Regions from separate parts of the Mus musculus genome. Here regions 1, 2 and 3 are each linked to region 4. Evidence: chromatin contacts called from public ChIA-PET and HiChIP or PLAC-seq data. All regions are on one chromosome and are shown on one strand. The core of a region is the stretch at or near the end of the contact, and the rest is flanking DNA. Distances in the headings are between cores, read along the strand shown. Region 1 has its middle 35 kb from the start of Abracl. Region 2 has its middle 16 kb from the start of Abracl. Region 3 holds the start of Heca (hdc homolog, cell cycle regulator). Region 4 has its middle 23 kb from the start of Txlnb.

Region 1 (3,574 bases), core at 803-3,302, 220 kb before region 4:
TCTGGTGGCTTCCCTTCTATGCCATGAGCACTGTCCTCTGAGCTAATTGTATATTCTGACATAGCTCGTAACTGTCATCTGGCCAGGGCTATGACCCAGTGTCTGCCGCTTGGGCCTTAAGGGCTTTCTTTCTGTCATCCTCATAGCCAGGATGATGCAGGCTGCCAGGTACGTGAGTGGAGTTACCTAGTGGTTTCCACAGGGTTTGGAGGAGAAAGGTGCCATTTCCCAGCGATTCGCAGTCATATTTCCCTCTCTTCGCTACCAGTTTGCTACTCCTTCCTTCCTTCCTTCCTTCCTTCCTTCCTTCCTTCCTTCCTTCCTTCCTTCCTTCCTTCCTTCCTTTCTCCTGTTTCCACCTTTCATTTCCTTCTTCCTTCTTTTCCTTTGCTTTCCCTTCCTATTCCTTGCCTTACCTCGTCCTGCCCCCGCCCCTCTCTCCTCTCTCTCTTTCTCATTTTCTCCATTTACCCCGTCTTCCTGTCATCCTGGCTTCAGGACTGTGTCACCAGCAAGACAGAGAGAGCAGGTCTTCTCAGCCTCCCTACTCCTAGGCTGAGAAGCTGGGCAGGGCCAGTGAGGTGCTGGCTGGAAGAGGGCATGGGAGGCAGGGGGGGGGAGCCACTCCCCCTCCTTTTCTAACCCCCCCCCCCCCTTGCCGATCTCTTCTCTTCACAAAGAAGGTAAATTGGGAGGAATATTTGGCATGAGGTTAATTCTCTCCTTTCTCCTTCTTGCTCCTTTCAGCTTTCTGAGCACTTCACTGAACTTCTTCCTCTCACTGTTTGCATGTATTTCCCGTAATCTTCCGAGGTTCTTGTTCCCAGAGAGGACCATGCAGGGACTGACCTCAGGGACTGTGCTAGCGGGGAGGGTGTGCTGTTGATGGCTCTGGAAGGCAGGAGGGTAACCAAGTCCCACCAGGCACTGAAGGGGAAGTCCTTTCTGACCCAACCTGACCAGTGGCAGGTTCGTGTTATTTGTGTCAAGGCAAATGCTTTCAGTTTCTTTATGTATTTTCTGCCCCTTTCTTGGCACAGTGTACGTTTTTGCGGGTACATCTTAATTGAGTAACTTATATGCTAGTTAAAAGGAAGTGCCCAACCAAGTTAAGGAAGGGAGTTCTCAAGATTAGTCTTCTTTAAATTAGTATACATGCCAGGGTTTTTAGAAATTAAAGAAAGAATCTTAAAATAGATACTAGGTTGTTGCACCTTGCTAATAAGGTTGTGTCCTACCATGTCCAGACAGGTTTCCTGAGTCAATGCAAGACAGAACACTCCCTTTTCTTAGTGGGACTTCTTCTTCTCCATCTGATCTGGGGAGCCCAACCCACACTTAACCTGAGGAATGTCACATCATCCTTGGTGAAATTACAGGTTCAACTTCTTGGAATGCCTCTCCATGTAAAGGTATTCCCCAGCCTCAGCCGATGAAACTTCACCCTAAGAAGAACCTTTCTCACTCTCTGAGGTTCATAAATATAGCCCTGGCTTACCCCAAATAACTGTACGTGTACAAGCTCACCTTGAATAAAGGTATATGCATGAGCTGAGATCATCTTAGCTGTTTCTTCTTAGATGGGTGGAGAAGGCCTTTGTCTAAACGAGCTAGCTGTAACACTGAGATCCTTGGAGAAGCCCAGCTCCCTGTACTCACTCTCAGTGGACCTGCAGAGCCCATTCTGAACTCCATTTAATCCTTCCAGCCTGGTGTGAAGCCGTGTCTGGACACGCTGAGAGCGAGGAAATGGAGGAACCACAGCTGGACCCCAACATGCATACCACACTAAGGCTGGCAAAATAGCTCAGCAGGCAAAGGTGCTTGCCCAGAGGAAGGGCAACCAGAGTTCGATCCCGGGACCCACAGGGTGGATGGAGAGAACTGACTCCTGAAGGTTGTCATCTGACCTTCATGTGCGAGCTGCAGGATGTGCACATATATGCACACATGAATGTAAAAAGCAAAAATTGTGAGAGGACACAGTTCTGTGGTAGAACACTTATGTAACACACCCAAAACACTGGGTCTCTCTAGCACTGAGGCGAGGGAGGAGCTAAATACAGAGGAAGCCACATCTGTGATATATCCCAAGGCTGTTCACTTATACAGCCCATAGCCACATACCCCAAAACTCAAGTCATCCTGCTTTCCCCCCAATATAATCTCTACCCATGAGCAAAACACAAAGCAGACATTCTGTGTCCTTGTCAGAGCGATTTTATGAGATTAAACCAAAAGGGTCGAAGACAAATCAGCTTTAACAAGTCAGTTGGTCTCAAAGAGTTCTAATGTGCGAGAACCAATCATGAAAAAGGTCAAACCATTTCCTTGGTTTATAAACAGTGTGGTAACGTTGTGAACCAGGTTCCTAACATTTTGGTTTGTGCTCTCCTATTTTGCAGACTAATTTGCATGTGTGTGTGTTTGTGTGAAGATTAAATTTGTACGATTTTAAATTGTGATGCAGTTTTATTTTGGGATCAACAAAGCTACAGGATCCACTCATAATTATACCAGCTATGAAATTACAGTTTGGGTTATAATTAATATACATGGTGTGATATAAACTGATAAAGTTAATTAATTCACTCACAAAGTTCATGTGTTACATGATTTATATCAAGAATAAAATGTAATGTGAAATTCGGGTAGGTAAAGGTTTGCCTTTTACTATAAGGTGAAAGTGGATGTCAGATGTGGATATTCTGTAAAGATGCTGGCTACCAGTGTGTATGGGATTTGGGAACTGAGAGACTAGAGATGGCTCAGTGGTTAAGAGCGCCGACTGCTCTCCCGAAGGTCCCGAGTTCAAATCCCAGCAACCATGTTGGCTCACAAACCATCTGTAACGAAATCTGATGCCCTCTTCTGGAGTATCTGAGGACAGCTACAGTATACTTACATATAATAAATAAATAAATAAATAAATAAATAAATAAATAAATAAATAAATCTTGCCTGGCATGGTGGCTCATGCCTTTAATCCCAGCACTTTAATCCCAGAACTCTACAGAGTGAGTTCCAGGACAACCAAGACTACAGAGAAACCCTGTCTTGAAAAAAAACAAACAACAACAAAAAAAACCCCAACAACAACAACAACAACAAACCCAGAGTACATAAATTATTCGGTGATTTTATTCAGACTTCTTAAATATATGTGTATATTTTCAGCTTCTACTGTAGTAGGTTTACATGTGACCCCTCAAGTGGCTCTTAGTGTTAGCTGTCCTTTCCTGTACCCCCTCCTTTAACCCCTTCCCTCCTTCTCTGGTTTAATCCTCCTGTAACAGTACTCTGCACCTCATTCACCCACAACTATATATTATATTTCCCCTTCCTCAGGAGATCCCTCCCCAATCCCTTATTGTATACCTAACCTCTATGGTTATATGGATTGCAGCCTGCTTATCGAATACTTAACTGCTAACTTCCATATATAAGCTAATATATACCATACTCATCTTTTTTGGGTCTAGGTTACCTCTCTTGGGGTGATTTTCTTTCTACTTCTATTGACATGTAAATCTATGTCTACGTTTTATTAACCGTGAGCAATATTCCATCGTGT
Region 2 (3,800 bases), core at 875-3,374, 230 kb before region 4:
ATCATTCATAGTTATAAATTTTATTTTGGTCAAATTTACAGTGAAATCTCTCTTTTTGGCTACAAATGGGGTTCCAGTTAATTGCCTTAGTAATATGCTCAGTTTGCTTTCCTATACAACCCAGGAGCCTCTGCCTGGGGTAGCACCATCCATAGTGGACTAGGCCTTCCCATATCAATTACTAATAAAGAAAATTCCCTATAGATAAGCCTACAGGCTAATCAGTCAGTCTGATGGGTCTAATTCCTCAATGGAGCTTCCCTCTTCCCAGGTGATTAGTTTGTGTTAAGTTGGCAAAACTAAACGGCACAGAAGGATTTTAGGTGTAGGGTTGTCACTTCATAGAATGGCATAAAGTCAAGTAACTTGAGGAGGGTAAAAGAGTCAAGACTCAAGATCTGCACCGCAAAGGAAGGCTGGGACATTATTTTGAATTGTTTGTTTGCTATTGAGACCGGTTTCCTCTGTGTTAACAGTCCTAGTTGTCCTGGCACTCACTCTGTAGACCAGGCTGGCCTCAAACTCAGAGATCTGCCTGCCTCTGCCTCCCCAGTGCTGGAACTAAAGGCATGTATAATAACACCTGGTGCTGAATTAATAAGATATAACAATTCTAAGTTTATGTCTTAACAGTGGATCATCAAGAACTGCAAGAAAGAGTTTGATAGACACCACTTATTATGCAGTAAGCTTTCAAGTTCTACAACAGGATCTTATGTATTGAAATTATATGGCAATCTAATTATAGCTTGTTGTCAATATGGTAAAAGGCTGTTAATTGAATACTGGCTAAAGATACATACTACTCTTGCATATGCAAATTTATTTTTGTTTCCATCAGAGATGATCCAACCATGCCTTAGTGTCCTAGAGTCATAATTTAAAAACAAGCTAAAAAAGTTGATTTGAGGGATTTAATTGTACCACTTACATCCAGGTTTCCCTAGTGTCTGGAGTATGCCTATGGCTCTAGACAATACTGTGGGGAAAGCCCTTGAGCTGACAAATTATAAAAACATATGATAACCTGGGTTATTGGGTTTATAACCATGGTCCTCTGTGTCTAGAGAAACCCAAGAGAAATGTACCATCTTTAATTTATCTATATGCAAAACCATCTTGGGGTTTCCTTTTCCTTTTAAAAAAAATCAGTTATAAATAACTCTGCAAAGAAAATCAACTTCTCAGGAGGCTTTGCTGGTGAGAAATCAAAAAGCAAACCTGCTTTTCTGGAAGATGACTCAGTGTGAAAACCCCACCTCCTGTAGGCTCTCTCTCTCTGGCAGCCTCAACAACATTTCTTTAAAAAATTTTTTTTCTACATATCCCCCTCTGAGTTACTGTTTGTTTAGATACTTTAATTTAGACAGAATGGAAATCCACTTAGCTATGTGAAGGGGCTAACTCTCAGGGTGGACATGGGACATTTAGTAAGACAGAAGATTTCATGAAATTCATAAAGGAGCCATGAGAGAGTAGCTTGAGATGATGATTCCCTCCTGGAGGGTATCTGAATGGCTTTTGTAACCCCCCCCCCCCATCATTTTGTATCCTTTCTATACCCAAGTACTCTGGAGATCCGATTCTGTAGGTCCAGATGGAGCCCAAGCACATCCATGAGCATCTTTTCACAGCACTGAGGCTGCCACGTTGGTACCACCTCACCATTTTCATAGATTCTAGCTTTCTCTTTGCTTAACTTTCCCTTCTCCCATCTTTTCTCTAACTCAGTTGTAAAAGTAGGGGCTTTTGTATGCCCGCCCTGGCTCTGAATAATGACTTGGAGACTTTTCTATTTATTAAGCTTCAGGCGCTCTAGCTGGGCAGACTCTGAGCTGTTTTAACTACACGATGCTGGCCTGGCTTACTTCCCAGCCCCGTGGCCCATTACCTGCCATCTTAGTCTCTCCTGGCACCTCCCTTTTCATCCGTGTCCCAATAGCAACTCCTTTGGTCCCCACGTGAGACCCTCTCCCTTTCTCCATGCACAGGAGCCCAGTCTTTTGCTCTCTTGCCCGGTTATAGTTCTTTTATAACCAACCAGAAGGTGAGGAAGCACCAGGTTTTACAAAATACTGAGTCATACCAACCAAAGTCTGGAGTGCAACCAGATCTCTGGGTACAGAAATTAGCATTCAGATACACAGTGCACATAAACATCCTCCAACAGTCAGCTTAGTTTCCTATAGTGTATGCCTCTACATCTGACTTCAAATGCCTGAGGAAAGTATTGGGCATCAGGTACAGCATTGCCATTAGATGGGAAAGGTAATTTCTAATTTTTCTGCTGTACAGTGGGCGATAATTAACTGTCACATTAAGTACTTGAAAATAATGAGAAGAGAGGAATTTAAAAAAGAAATGTTTTCACCACAAAGAAATGAGAAGTGGTTGAAGTACTAATCATCTTGATTTAATAATTACACAATGCATGTATTAAAATATCACAGTGTACCCTATAAATGTGCAGTGTTATCATTTGTTCATTAGAGCCAAACCAAAACAGATGCTCAGTAGAAGTCCAAGAGGCTCAGTTTGTATGTAACTGACAACTTTATCTGCCAAGCCACTTGTGGGTCAGGGCCAGCCAAAGGTTGACTGGGCCAGCTGGCTACCCCTGTTCTAGTTAGTTATGGCTGTAGCTGTGGTGAGGCTAGGCATATAGTGGTGGTAAGGTTAGGCCTACAATTCAGAGCGTGGTTAGAGAACTAGAGCTTCTACACAAGACCTCATTGCTGAGATATTTAAAAGGCCTGTAGACTGGGCAAGGAAGAGTGACTGCATTCCAACACACCTTTCCTTATAAAGTCTTCGGGATTTATGAGAGTAATTTATGAGAGTAATTTAGAGGACATGATCACTCCTGTTAAGCAAAAACAAAAACAATAACAACAACAAACAAACTAAAAACCCTTCCCAGTGGTTGCCATGTTTTCTGTATCTGTGATTAAGAAACTATATAATATATAGAATATTCAGATGAGTTTACATCTTAGTCATAAAGACAGCATTTTTATTTTAATGATAAAAGTGTATAAAAGTCATCTATTTCTTTATTCTGTAGACAATGTGGGTACACACAGTTTCCTGGATTCCTTAAAGTGTCCCTTCACCGCAGTGCGGTTTCTTATGGGTGCTCTCAGCCTACAGGTTAGGAACAATTTTGTGGTGCAATAGTACATTCCAGGAATGCTAGATGTGGGGAAGCCTGCATTTGGGTCTGAGGTTTTACTTCTTGGAGAGGTTCTGACATATCTTCTATTTGAACCTGAGAAGTATCTACTGACTGGCTTTATGTCAATATGACAGAAGCTAAAGCCATCTAAAAGGAGGGAACCTCGCTTGATAGAATGCCTTCCTAAGATCCAGTTGTAAGGCATCTTAATTAGTGATTGATGGAAGAAATGCCCATCCCACTGTGTGTAGTGCCATCCCTGGACTGGTGGTCCTGGGTTCTATAAGAAAGCAGACTGGGAAAACCATGAGGAGCAAGCCAGTAAGTAACACCCTTCCATGGCTTCTGCATCAGCTCCTGCCCTGCAGGCTCCTGTCCTGACTTCCTTTGAGGATGAACAGTGATATGGAAGCAAAGCCCAATAAACCCTTTCCTCCCCTATTTGCTATTTAGACATAGTGTCTCATTGCAATAATAGAAACTATAACTAAGACAGCAGGCTTAAACGACTCCAAAAGAAAAGGCTAGACTATCTAGTGATTTCTGGGGCTAATTCATAATGGCTGTGGAGTAGCTATGAGGCACATTGAATGGAATGTGGAAAGGGAGGGAGAGCTACGGGGAT
Region 3 (3,866 bases), core at 1,079-3,578, 180 kb before region 4:
ACAATACTGCCATCACAGCAAGCTCCAAACAAGAGACAAGTGAGTGAATAACTTCATCCTAAGTGTGTAATGTAAGCCTTTTTGGTGAAAAGGTATGAGGGTCCATGGAGGCAAGCCTAACTTTGGGTTACCAGAGAAGACTTGGTAAGTTATTAATGGCTTAGTGGAGATATTAAGGTTCAGAAGAAATACAGGCAGAAGAATCCTTTAGGTATATTTCACACATTTGAAAAATTTGTACTAAACATGATAGTGGAGAAGGCTTTATATTAGACTGCAGAGTTAGAAACACAACCTGCCCTGTTCTACTGATACAGGGTGTGTGTATGTGCGCACAATGTGTGAATATAAGACATAAACACATCATAAGCACAAAATAGCTATTCTCTAGCTGGGGAGATACTTAAATTGGTAAAGTGCTCTTTGTACCAACTTAAGAACTTTATGTGACCCATGTAAAAACTGTGCACAGACACACATATCTATAGTCCCAGAGCTGGGAGGCAGAGAAAAGTGGATCCCTGGAACTCACCAGCTGGTCATCTAATATGTCCGTGAGCTCCAGGTCCATAAGAGACCCTGCCTCCAAAAAATAAGGTGGAGAGGAATAAAGGAAGACACCTGATACTAATCTCCAGCACACACATCTCTCTTCCACCTCTCCCTCCTTCCTTCCCTATCTATCTTAGCTATCATTTGGGCCTTCTAAAGAATTACTTTCCTTTAACATATAGTGTACTGCGTCCAACTAGCAATTGCTCTCAAGAATACAGTGTTGCTCCAGGCTCTGCCCATCAGAATCCTGGCTAGGAAGTCATGTGGATGGCTCTTCTCTGAGCAATTCCTTGGCCATCTTTCTAGACCCTTCAACCTAGCCACAGTGCCTTGCCTCAACAGTCCAGTCGATTAAAGATCACGCCATAGGAAGAAGACACTGTAAACGAGTTCAGTGTTTTTCTGTAGTCATGGATCAAGAATGTCATTTATACATTCACCAAGATCAGTTCAGTTGTTTCTTACGGCACCCAAGATAAAAATATGGCTGTTTCATGCGAGGGAACAGAGGAAAATTATTTAAGCATATACATTGCCAACGTAATCAGAGGTAGACAGGAGAAATAAACTGTGATACTCGGGACAGCTCTTCTGGTAAGGTATGGGATCATTCTGAAGAAATGAGCTGAGATCAGAAGGGTGGAAAGGAGCGGGTCTTTGAAAGGGGCAGAAGAGAGTGCAGAAAAGGAGATTACATCAAACTCTTCCCAGGAACCCTGTGCTCTCATCTCTTTTTCTTTCTTTCCGTTTTTCTTCTTTAATAATAGATTTTTAATACACTATATTCTGCTCTTCTTTCCCCTTCTCCAGCTCTGCCAAGATCCTCTCCACCTCCCTTCCCAGCCGAATCCACAGCTTTCCTGCCTCTTCTTAGAAAACAAATATGCATCTAAATAATAATAAAATAGATAAGATGAAAACAAACACACAATATAGGACAAAACAAACAAATGAAAAAGCATGAGAAAGTCATATAGATGTATTCGTTCAGTGAGGAATTCCACAAAAAACAGAAAACTGGAAGCCATATGTCTATACAAAAGACCTAAAAAGATTACACATATATATATATATATCCCTGACAAAACATTCTGAGACAAAGAACCTCTTAAGATTCAACTGAGTCTCTTTTGTGTTGGCCATCTACTGCTGAGCATGGCTGTGCCCTCACTTCTTCACCTCTGATGTCCTCCTCACAACCCGGCCGTTCTCTCCAGACAACTCAGTCTTCTTTGTGCAGCCTGGCTCCTCCTGGCTGGCTCTGCTTCTGACAGAACCGACAGAACCCTTGGGTCTCTGGTTGGTAGGTCTGGGCTAAATAAGCTTTCCACCACGAGACTGAAGAATTCCCATACAGGAGCTCAACTGCACTCTCCAGAAACTCCTATCTTACCATTGTTGAGCCGCAGAGCCATTGAGCGAATTATTAATCCGAAACCCTTTGTTTTGCTCTCCTGTTCTAGTCACCTGTTTGTTTTTCCAGACCACGTTGTCAGGTTTAGCTCCAGTAAGGTCAGAAGGCCAGTTAACAACTTCACGAACACTGCCTGGCTCCCAGTCGTGGCTGTCAGCACACGCGGGAAGCCCGCCAGCCTCCCTCTCCCAAGAAGGCGCCTGGATGACGTCACCCAGAGCCGAGGGCTGAGCGCCGAGCGTGACGTCACGGGGGCGGAGCGAGTTGCCGTGAGGTCACTGGGTGGGCGGGGCCGGGCTCAAGCCCCAGTGTCGTCACGGGCGGGGGCGGGCCTGGAGCGTGTCAGCGCAGCCGAATCAAAACAAGCCCGAGACCCGCCTTTTCCCTCGGGCTCCTCCGCGTCTCGCTCTGCTCGGGGGCCCGTTGCGCCCGCGCGGCTGCGAGCCTCGGGTGGCCGCGCGTGGCCGCGCCGGCTTCTGCCGCGGAGGGCGCGGCGGCCGGAATGTCGCGGCGAGGGCCGCGCGGCGGGGCGGGCGCCTGAGGAAGAGCGGCCGGCCCGCGCTCTCCGTGGCCGCCCCGGTGCGGCGGGGGAGCCGCCTTCGTGGGCGCCGGGGACCGGGACACCCGCGAGCGGGCCGGGGAGATGCCCAACCCCAAGAACAGCAAAGGCGGCCGCAAAAACAAGCGCGCCAACAGCAGCGGGGACGAGCAGGAAAATGGAGCCGGGGCCTTGGCGGCGGCGGGTGCGACAGGCGCGGCGGCCGGAGGGGCCCTGGCGGCGGCGGCGGCGGGCTGCGGGGCGGCGTCGCCCGGCGCGGTGGGCACCGGCGGCGCGGCGGGCCCGGGAGGTGCGGGCACGGGCGCCGCCAACGCCACCGTCGCTGCGGGGGCTGCAGCCGCGGGAGACGCTAAGAATGGTAAGACGACAGCGGCGGGGCGAGCGCCAACTTCCTCACCGACGGGCGGGCGGGCGCGGTGGCGGGGCCCTGGGTGGCGCGGGCGGCGCGTGGACAATGCGAGTCAGGAAGTGCTCGCCCCGCCCCACCGCCCCGCGCTGCCTTTCCTTTCGTGGTCCCCACGCGGAGCGGCGTGGACCGGGGCTGCGGGCCCCGCGGCGGCGCTCCGGTTGGTGCCTGCTCCCCGTGGTGCCCGCGCGGGCTGAGTCTGAAATGTCCCGGGTTGGTGGGAGCGAGGCAGCGGGCAAGCAGGAAAAGGAGCCCAAGTTAGAATGATCCGATTGGAAACTTCCCTGCTCACCGCGACCCACCCACCCACCATTGCCCCCAAAGAAGAAAAGCTGCAATTCCCAGCAGATGTAGGCCTGTTGCCTGATTGCCACAGGTGGAGAGAGAGAGAGAGAGAGAGAGAGAGAGAGAGAGAGAGAGAGAGAGAGAGAGAGAGAGAGAGAGTGTGTGTGTGTGTGTGTGTGTGTGTGTGTGTGTGTGTGTGTGGTGTTCATTTAATTCTCTTGTCTTGCTCGAGGAAGGAAGAGAATCTGAACTTGACTTCCGTTCCCAACCTGAAGTGTTTGGGTGTCTTTTTCTTTTTTTTCTCTCTCTTTCTTTCTCTCTTTTCTTCCTTTTCTTCCTTTCCTTCTTTTCTCTTTCTTTCTTTCTTTCTTTCTTTCTTTCTTTCTTTCTTTCTTTCTTTCTTTCTTTCTTTCTTTCTTTTCCTGTCCCTTGTATAATTGTTTCACATTTGTTTTTCTGAAGAAGCCCTGATAATTTCATGAGCGCTTGAATGATCCTTTAGAAGGGAGGAATGCAGGTAATAGCTAAGGTGTGACAGGATTTTCCCTTCTTACCACAGGATGCCTGACATTTATTTGGGCAGCTTTTAAACTTTTTTCTTCTCAGGTAGTTTTTCAGGGGAAAAAAATGTACATTTTAATGTAAGT
Region 4 (3,658 bases), core at 947-3,446:
AGTGAAACAAACAAACAAAAAGACTTCCCCAAACTCTAAACTGCATGAATCTCAAGGACAGCAATGACATCAGAAGACGGGGCTTCATACAGCAGAGGCACAGGCAATGTCCCACCGCCAAAGATTAATAAAAGCATAACAGATTTATTAAATCAATTTTTAAAAGGTTTGTTATCTTATCTACAGGAATTATTGTTGTGCCTGCTTGTATGGATGTGAAGAGGCCAGAAGAGGGTGCTGGATCCCCTGGCACTGCAGTCAGGAATAATTTTTACGTGGGTACTGGGCATCAAACCTCTGGGAGGGGAAAAAAAAAAAACTCAAGTGCTCCTAACCACTGAGCCACCTCACTAGGCTCAAACCAACAATTTATGTGGCAGAGGAGCCTTGAGACTGAAGACTGCAAAGACCCTGAAAAAGCCATTACTTTTGTAATCAGATTTGATGATGCCACTAGAAATGAGACCGGAAAAAGGTCTGTGCTAATGAGTAGACTCCAGTGGGGAACCCTAGCATGCTTCCTGCCCTGATTCTCCTGGGCATCCCATCTCCTGGGGACGGGACAGGCTACTTTGGGAGCATCTCTTATTAGATAGAGTAGTTTTGAGAATTTCTTTATGATCAGCTGTTATGCCTAAAGATAGAGGAAGGCTATGGTAATGGTTTTAGACTGTAGGATTGCTTTGGGGTGAGGGAAGGGGTACTGGTTTCAATGGCCTAGCTTAGGGACAGGAATCGCTGCTACTCTGATTTACTTCAGGGGCGGGGGCAGTGAGAATGACAGCCGGGAAGGCAGGAGCCCTCTGCGATGGCTCCTACGGCCTTTCAAAGCCTTCAGTTCAACCTCAGCACCAGACCTCAGAGCCCCCATACCATGGCACGTTGTTTCCTGAGCCCAGATGTGAGCAAGGGTCCATCCATATTACGATATTCTAGAAGTTTCTCTGTGCCATCTCATTGAGATACTATCACCTGACTCTGGAAAATACTGGCATAGGTTTGAGTTAAAAATTAGAGCTTTATATTATTTTATGCTTTCATGTGTTTTGCCTACATGAATGTCTGGGAACCACAGGTATGCCTGGTGCCCACACAGGCTAGAAGAGGACATTGGATCCCCTGGATCTGCAGTTGTAGTTAGCTATAAGTTGCCATGTGAGGGCTGGGGATGAGCCCAAGTCCCCTGGAAGAGCAGGCAGTGTTCTTACCTATTGAGCTATCTCTCCAGCCCCTAGAATTTTCTTAAAGTAAAGTCCAATCTTCAAACCAAACCAAACCAACCAATCAAACTCCACATTCAAAATAAAGCAGTTTGATAGAAATCTTCTTTCCTGAAATGATAATACACAGAGCAAGGTATGTTATAAATTGTGGTCCTGAACTGGAATAACAATGAAAAAAAAAAGAAAGAAAGAAAAGAAAAGAAGAAAATTATTGACACAGCTCAAGCCATTGGCTTCTGTTCATCATAGGAAACCTGAAGGAAACTAGAACAAGCTTTGCGCCTGGGTTTCTGAACACAAAGTTATACTTAAGTGCTAAGTCCACTCATTCACCACTTGGCACTAGGATAAGGCAATCAAAGATGGCAGTTTTATTTTAATTAACATTGTAGTTAGTTTGTTGTGACAGCATCTCTCTCTCTCTCTCTCTCTCTCTCTCTCTCTCTCTCTCTCTCTCTCTCTCTCTCTCTCTCTCTCTGTAGTCCTGACTGTCCTTGAGCTTGTTTGTAAACCAGCCTGGCCTCAAACTCACACAAATCCTTTTGCCTTTGCCTCTTGAGTGTTGGAATTAAAGGTGTGTGCAACTACAAAGATGGGGTTTTTCAATCAGTGTTCATGTCCCAGTGAGTTAAATAAACCATAGAATAAGTGACCTGGGACTAATTTGCCCTAAGATGACAATAGAGGACGACCGCCACCTACCTGCCCCGCTCACATCTTTTGGGACAGGTCTTGCTTTGCAAGACATTCTACAAGCTCTGACCGCACCAGGTAAAAATGGGTTGCGCACTAGATAGATCTCCCTGTGGACGCTTGCCCCATGGGAAATCAATGCTGGCCAAATTTTTGAGAGAAGCTGAACCATTCAGAAGTTTAGAGGATGGGAACTGACTCAAAAGGAAGCCCCGAGACTTGCCATAGCAGTGGCAAACTGAACAGGAAACAGAAATTATGAGTCAGCAGCGGAAGTCAGTAAGCTAGTACCCAGAGGAAAACATGCAGCTGTGCAAAGATCCCGAGACAGACAGGCTGTGGCACATGGCGCATGGCGCTGAGCGGCCTTCCTTCTCATCACAGCTATCCAAGTAAATGAAGAGATGAACACTTGTCTCCCCGTTAACAGGCTTTCCTTACCCACACCAGTCTGCAGCTGAACGTCATCTTGGGACGAATCATCAGCACAGGATGACTGACTTCCTGTGTGTCTAAGACAGCACACTCTTAGGGACTGGCCCCAAGACGGAGCTTCTTATTGAGATGACAGTTAAAAATCTTGCTGGCCTCTCGCTGAAGTCTTGATTCAGCAGCTGAAAATGCAGAAAGATCTAGAAGAAGTAGATGAAAGAAATATAAGGAAACTGGATGTTCAGAGATAATCATCTCAGGGAACACGATCTTGGGGCCATCACCACTCAGTGAGCAAAGATTCCTGGGAGATTCAACAGACAGACAAGAAAAAAAGGAGAAGAAGAAAGTGAACCTAACTAAATGACTGTCCCAACAGAGCATACTACCCAGAAAAAAAAACCAACCAACTAACCAAACAAACAAACAAACAAACAAAAAAAACCCCAGAATAAACAAAGCAATTAAGTAAAACATGAACTATTCTTTTCTTAAAGAGCAAAATCTAACAAGTGGAGTATGAAGTTTCACTGGAGGCAATGACATAGGCACGGTTAAGGGAGTAGCCAGGGAAGCAGTTGCTTATGTAACTTTAATATGAGCAACCAAAAGAAATTTGAATAATCCTGGAAGATTGGCCCAGCATGGTAGTCATGAACATGCTAAGTGGTTGAATTCTGCATCAGTATTAAATACAAAACAAGACTATGTATCAGGGCTAGAGAGATGGCTTGGTGGTTAAGGACACTGACTGCCCTTCCAGAGGTCCTGAGTTCAATTCACAGCAACCAAATGGTGGCTCACAACCATCTCTAATGGGATCTGCTGCCCTCTTCTGGTGTGTGTGAAGACAGCTGCAGTGTATTCACATACATAAAATAAACACATCTTTTTAAAAAAAGTTATTAAAATAAAAAAGACTTTGTATTGGATGTGGCATCAAAAAGGAAAAGAAGAATTGGACAAAACTCCAGCGTGTTTGAGACAAGGCCTCTTTATGTAGCCCTGGCTGACTTGCAACTTGCTATGTATATCAAACTAGCCTGGAATTCTCAGAAATCTGCCTGCCTCTGCTTCCTGGGTGTGGAATGAAAGGTATGTGTCACCATGCCTGACTGAAATTCCTTTTCTTCTTTTTCTTTCTTTCTTTCTTTCTTTCTTTCTTTCTTTCTTTCTTTCTTTCTTTCTTTCTTTCTTACTTTTTTTTTTTTAAGTAGAGAATATTAGGAGGAACATAACGGAGGGATAAGTTTTGGACAGGTAAAGTTTTATAAGCCTGAGTAAAAGGGTCATTAAATAGTTGAATTATG

Evidence for each region. ChIA-PET counts read pairs in DNA pulled down with a chosen protein or histone mark. HiChIP or PLAC-seq counts read pairs in DNA pulled down with a chosen protein or histone mark.
Region 1: a BATF HiChIP or PLAC-seq map of CD8 T cells shows a contact between it and region 4, with 7 read pairs. The contact joins two enhancer-like sites. A contact is called at or near these places in 3 of 115 datasets of contacts at active chromatin or transcription factors (CD8 T cells, effector CD8 T cells and memory CD8 T cells).
Region 2: a BATF HiChIP or PLAC-seq map of CD8 T cells shows a contact between it and region 4, with 6 read pairs. The contact joins two enhancer-like sites. A contact is called at or near these places in 1 of 15 datasets of contacts at CTCF or cohesin (CD8 T cells), 2 of 115 datasets of contacts at active chromatin or transcription factors (CD8 T cells and effector CD8 T cells) and 2 of 9 other capture datasets (adipose tissue and liver).
Region 3: a contact with region 4 is called in an RNA polymerase II ChIA-PET map of effector CD8 T cells, with 32 read pairs. The contact joins the promoter of Heca here to the enhancer-like site in region 4. A contact is called at or near these places in 2 of 39 promoter capture datasets (the 3T3-L1 cell line and neutrophils), 1 of 484 Hi-C or Micro-C datasets (CD4 T cells), 6 of 115 datasets of contacts at active chromatin or transcription factors (the 230-238 cell line, effector CD8 T cells, extraembryonic endoderm stem cells and 3 more) and 1 of 9 other capture datasets (adipose tissue).

What each region holds. Positions count from the first base shown.
Region 1 is chr10:17,986,704-17,990,277 of GRCm38.p6, reverse strand. No RefSeq gene overlaps it. Among named protein-coding and RNA genes, the nearest start is that of Abracl, 35 kb to the left of the region's middle. Within about 2 kb of position 2,052, at least 75 of the 459 cell types and tissues checked have an H3K27ac peak or open chromatin away from gene starts, as enhancers often do. A contact at or near this core is called in CD8 T cells, effector CD8 T cells and memory CD8 T cells, where this site is marked.
Region 2 is chr10:18,005,740-18,009,539 of GRCm38.p6, reverse strand. No RefSeq gene overlaps it. Among named protein-coding and RNA genes, the nearest start is that of Abracl, 16 kb to the left of the region's middle. Within about 2 kb of position 2,124, at least 24 of the 459 cell types and tissues checked have an H3K27ac peak or open chromatin away from gene starts, as enhancers often do. A contact at or near this core is called in CD8 T cells and effector CD8 T cells, where this site is marked.
Region 3 is chr10:17,946,529-17,950,394 of GRCm38.p6, reverse strand. It overlaps Heca (hdc homolog, cell cycle regulator), which reads left to right and starts at 2,328. Exons shown (of 4, transcript NM_001033432.3): 1 at 2,328-2,886. The coding sequence starts at 2,613.
Region 4 is chr10:17,771,194-17,774,851 of GRCm38.p6, reverse strand. No RefSeq gene overlaps it. Among named protein-coding and RNA genes, the nearest start is that of Txlnb, 23 kb to the left of the region's middle. Within about 2 kb of position 2,196, at least 126 of the 459 cell types and tissues checked have an H3K27ac peak or open chromatin away from gene starts, as enhancers often do. A contact at or near this core is called in the 230-238 cell line, CD8 T cells, adipose tissue and 4 more, where this site is marked.